Linked DNA regions of Gossypium hirsutum: region 1 is linked to region 2. Evidence: chromatin contacts called from public Hi-C data. All regions are on one chromosome and are shown on one strand. The core of a region is the stretch at or near the end of the contact, and the rest is flanking DNA. Distances in the headings are between cores, read along the strand shown.

Region 1 (2,700 bases), core at 127-2,626, 190 kb after region 2:
AATAATTATGAATAACATGAATTGCAAATTGATTTCATTAAAGAAAGATGGTAAAATATCAAAATGTGGCCTAACCTATAGCATAGTTGAGAGATTGGATTTTCCATATGTGAATTAATGGATAAATAATGAATAAGCAAATTATAATTTGTAAATCCAATTAGAATTGTCTAATAGCCTATTAATGGATAAATAAGATGTTGATTGGCAACTCATGATTATTGAATAGCATTTCAATGTCTTCATTCATTTAAAATAAATTTGCATATGCGATTTTTAATTTTAAAAAAATTAGGTAAGCTATAGAATTAATATTTTTTTTAGTCATCCAACTATAAAAATTTTCAATTTAATTACTAACATTTTAGATCATTTCTATTATGGTCACACACGTTTTATATCATTTCTATATTGATCGAAAAAAAAAAGTCGCTTATATGATTTTTAACTTTTAAAGAAAAAAACTAGGGAATGCTATAGAATTAGTCATCCATTTTTGTTTTAGTTACCTAACTTTAAAAATGTTCAATTTAATCACTAATATTTTAGATCATTTCTATTATAACCACACATTTTAAATTATTTCTATTTTGGTCATATTTCGTTAAATGGTTAACTAAAGTGATGATGTGACCTTTTTTTTAAATTGACATAATAACAAATTTAGTCCTCAATATTCATATATTCAATCAATTTAATCCTATTTCTAAATAATTCAATAAATTTAACACTCAATATTTACAAATTCTATCAATTTGATCCTCAAACACATATAATTAAGTATAAATTATATATTAGAAAGCCTCGAACAACTCTATATAATTGAAAAACTAGTATAAAATTGATGTATTGGCCATGAAAGCACTTAATCTATTAAGGTAAAGAACATTATTTATGAGAATGCATTTGATTATAAAATCTTTTGTATTGTAATTTTTCAAAAACTGAATTTAGTGGCAAGTATACTAATTTTTAAAAATACAAAAAAATGAAGAAATTATCACTACAAATATGATAAATTTAAATTCGCTTATTGTAAATATCAAAGATAATAACTATTTCTACAAATATAAAAAACCGAATTGTGTCCCTTTTTTTGTTCTTTGTTTCGTATCTTTGTTTGGAGAAATACCCACTTTCGCAAGCACTTCTTCACTTCCACTTTAATTTTTAAAACTAAAATTTATCGTCGGTCTAAATGACCGAAATGCGTTGCATGCACTTAGCCCCGCCTATATTATTATATATTAATAATTAAAGTACATTATTCCATTTGATTTAATTATAAAAAACGAAATATTAACACAACACATTCCAAGTTAAAAGAAATTAGAGAAATTTTCGGACCTACCATTAGCGTCTTCCTATAAACTTGGTAAGGTAGGCATTATTTCACCAACCCCACCAATACCTTTGATTATTTATGGATAAAAATACAATGGGAGACTTTTTATTATGATTAATTCCATAAGATTAAAAATCACATTGATCTTTATATTAAAAATTCCATCTATTTTTATTGTTAATCATCTCAATTTTTAACAGTAAAATGAAAAAATATTCTTAATAAAAACAATTTATTACAATGATTAATTTACCTTTTTTAGATTAATTTATAGATGTATCACTTAATAAACTTTCTAACATAATTCATGAACCTACTCGGGTCAACTTCAATGATTCATTTTACTATTTCATAAATAATAATAGAATATTAAGAAATATTATATTATTTTATCATTTACTTCAAAAAGAATTACTATCAATAATATCTACTATATTAATTAGCAAAAAGAACATCACTCACGATGATGATAATAATATTAATAAAATAAAATCCAATAAATAATTGCAATAGTGGACACTACCCCAACCAAATTCCAAACTTACCTTCTTTTCTTATCTCTAAAATAAAATACTCTTTTTCACGACATCACATGGAAACACTATCATCTAATATATCAAGAATTATTAATAGTAAAAATACTATTGAAACCTAGATTGCATTTTGCGTTAAAATATTCTTTTACCATTAAAAATATGATATGTATATTTAATGTTGCCGTGTCAATTTTTAAATGAATGGTCAATTTATTTTTTCATCTAATATATAGAGACTAATTTACCCATCTTTTTAGTTAAAGGGCAAAATACAACCCCACCTCAACTACAAAAGCCTCCATGATACTATTACCAATTATTAATACATTAAACAAAATTGTGAAATGAAAAAATAATACCGACACAAACAAGATCAAGAATTGCATGCAGTGTCAAAATTTTTCGACTAGATCATATGATTTAAAGAAAAACCAAGTAGTTCGAATAAAATGGTTTTGCCCTACTCACAACCGGATCTATTGCGGATAAACAAGATTTATCTAACAAAAAAATGGCTTTAAAAAAAATAGATATACATGACTTAACGAATTGTTGTACCCTGCCCAGCTGGTATACCTACTTCAATAACCTTGTTTGCTTGAATGGTGCTGATAAGACTGGCAACATTGCCCTGGTGAATGAAATGGGTTGGGTTGCTAAGTATAAACAAGAGTTCAATAAAATAAGAGACTCATACTCCTTTGGACATGATAATATTTCACTACAAAAAAGATTAATCTATGCAGATAGTAATTACGGACAAGCAGAAACAACAGGGATATGTTTTCGACTATGCCCAACAAAAATACGAGTTTTCAA
Region 2 (2,810 bases), core at 270-2,769:
GAGGGTTGTGGCAGGTTCGTTTGCTCTTTTGGGCAATACTACGGAAGGTGGTTCTCTTGATTTAACGGCTAGCTCTGGTGAACAGAGCAGTCGATCACAATGAAAATCCTTAGCTAGAATGTCCTTGGCTTGGGGAGGCCCCGGACTATTAAAAGGCTCAAGAATAAGTTGAGAGTCATTAATCCCCGGATTTTGTTTCTTATGGATACAAAATTAAACTCTAAAAGGATGGAGATGGTCAGGATGAATTGCGGTTTTGAGAATGGGATTGATATTGGGGCAGTGGGGTCTCGAGGAGGTATTTTATTGGGATGGAAAGGAAACGCTTTGGTTAGTCTTAAAAGTTTTTCTTCTTTTCATATAGATGTTGAGATTCATGACAATGAACATGGCGACACTTGGCGATTAACTGGGTTTTATGGGAATCCGGATGGAAGGTATAGAGGTACATCTTGAAAATTGCTTAGACAATTAAGCCATGACCAATACACTCCATGGGTTGTTTTGGGGGACTTCAATGAGATTACAAATTCTTTTGAGAAGAAAGGTGGTGGTCTTAGATCAGAACGCCAGATGAATGCTTTCTGAATGGCGCTGGAAGATTGCAGTCTTAATGATTTGGACTATGTTGGTCGGTGGTATACATGGGAGAGAGGGAATTTCTCTGACACAAACATACGGAAGCGTTTGGATCGTGGGGTTGCTACACTGAGTTGGATTAATAATTTCCCCAGTTATCAAGTAGAACACTTAAGTCATTCCTTCTCTGATCATTGCCCTATTCTGTTGGACACAATGAAAAAGAGTAGGAATGGTCTAGGTATCTCAAATAAAATGTTTCGGTTTGAGGCCAAGTGATGCTTGGATAGTTCTTTCATAGGACTGGTTAAAAGTTTGTAGAATGATATTTCAGGCAGCGTTCCGAAAAAGCTAGAGAGGCTTGGTCATCAACTTCAACGTTGGAGTACATCCAAATTTAGAGAGGATAAAAGAAATCATGTGGAATTGGAAGATAGATTGGAGTTTTTTTTTAATCAAGATCTCTCCGACGAGAATTTAGCGAAAATTACAGAGGTCCAATTGGGGCTTAATTTGGAGGCTAATAAAGAAGAACTGTTTTAAGAGCAAAGAGCTCGTGTTAATTGGCTACAGAATGGTGATCGCAATACTAGCTATTTTCATAAAATAACTATTCAACGCCAGTTTCGTGGTCGTATTTTAGAGTTGGAAAATGGGAATGGTAGAAGGACTTCTTCGACTGAGTTGTTAAATCTTGCTTCCGATTATTTTAAGAATCTTTTTTCGGCTTCTGAGGTGGGCTCAGACGAGCATGTATTTGGACTAGTGGAGAAAAGAGTTACTGAGAGCATGAATGATACACTTCTCAAACTGTTTACTGAAGAGGATATTGGTGCGGCAGTCAAGATGATGGCACCCTTGAAAGCACCTGGTGTGGATGGGTTTCCCACAATATTTTTTCAAAGGTACTGGAACTTAATTGGGCCTGATATTTCCTCTTATTGTTTATTTATTCTGAATGGATAAGCTGAAATAGCTGATATTAATAAGACACGTATTGTGCTGATCCCCAAGGTCGAAAAACCTAAGAATTTGTCACAATTTAAACCCATAAGCCTTTGTAATGTAATTTACAAAATTATCGCGAAGGTCTTGGTGAATCGTATGAGTAGTGTTTTGGAAGATTGCATTGATGAAGCTCAATGGGCTTTTATCCCAGAAAGGCTTTTATCGGATAATATGCTAATTGCTTATCAGCTCCTTCATTCTCTCAAAATAAAGAAAAGTGGCAAGAAAGGAAATTTTGCGCTTAAACTAGATATAAGTAAAGCGTATGATCGTGAGGAATGGGATTTTTTGGCAGGAATGATTACTCACCTCAATTTTCATGATTGGATTGTTTGGATAATGAGATGTGTTTGTTCTGTCTCATATTCGGTGAGCTTTAATGGGTCTAATGGTGAGTGGTTTTTACCTTCCAAAGGCCTAAGGCAGGGTGATCCGCTCAGCCCTTATCTTTTTCTCATTTTTTCTGAGGGTTTTTCTATTCTCATTAGGGAAGCAAAGCACAAAGGATTGATGAGGGTTGCATCAATTGGAAATAAAAGGTTGTCAATCAATCACCTATTTTTTGCAGATGATTGTATACTCTTTAGAGATGTTTCTTGCGAAACAGCTTATGCGGTTCGAGATGTCATCCATGAGTATGAAATGATTTCAGGGCAGCGTGTGAATTTTGATAAGTCCTTCATTTATTTTGGGGCTAATGTGGATTCAACTATCAAGGGAAACATTATCAATCTTTTAGGGGTTAGGTTGGCTGCAAGTCCAGAAAAGAACTTAGGCTTGCCTATGATGGTTGGTCAGAATAAAATGTGGGCTTTCTCCCATTTTGTTAACAGGTTCAGAAAATAGGTAAAAGGGTGGAGTTTACGCTATCTCTCAATTGGGGGGAATGAGGTTTTCATCAAATCAGTATTACAAGCCATTTCGCTTTATGTAATGCAATTCTTTCTTATGCCAAAATCGTTATGTCGGAAGTTGGAAGGCATAATGAACAAGTTTTTGTGGACAAATAACAAATCCGCGAAGGGTATTCATTAGAGTCCTTGGGATTTTTTATATAGACCAAAATGTGTTGGTGGGATGGGTTTTAAAAATTTGTTTCTGTTTAATAAGGCGTTGTTAGCTAAGCAGGTTTGGTGCATTTTTTCTCAGCCTAATTGTCTTTTAGCCAAAGTTTTAAAAGCTCTCTATTTTCCATCTTCAGACTTATTGTCAGCAAAAATTGG

What was found. Hi-C and Micro-C count contacts between places; a contact is called where the count stands out from the background.
Region 1: a Hi-C map of hypocotyl shows a contact between it and region 2, with 4 times the contacts expected there. The contact joins two enhancer-like sites. A contact is called at or near these places in 11 of 34 Hi-C or Micro-C datasets (callus, hypocotyl, leaf and 1 more).

Annotation. Positions count from the first base shown.
Region 1 is chrA09:2,278,110-2,280,809 of Gossypium_hirsutum_v2.1, forward strand. It overlaps LOC107939130 (eukaryotic translation initiation factor 3 subunit M), which reads right to left. Exons shown (of 10, transcript XM_041077609.1): 10 at 2,267-2,512. The coding sequence ends at 2,423. Among protein-coding and RNA genes, the nearest start is that of LOC121206592, 14 kb to the right of the region's middle. Within about 2 kb of position 1,377, at least 1 of the 9 cell types and tissues checked has an H3K27ac peak or open chromatin away from gene starts, as enhancers often do. A contact at or near this core is called in hypocotyl, where this site is marked.
Region 2 is chrA09:2,084,397-2,087,206 of Gossypium_hirsutum_v2.1, forward strand. No RefSeq gene overlaps it. Among protein-coding and RNA genes, the nearest start is that of LOC107888467, 18 kb to the right of the region's middle. Within about 2 kb of position 1,520, at least 7 of the 9 cell types and tissues checked have an H3K27ac peak or open chromatin away from gene starts, as enhancers often do. A contact at or near this core is called in hypocotyl, where this site is marked.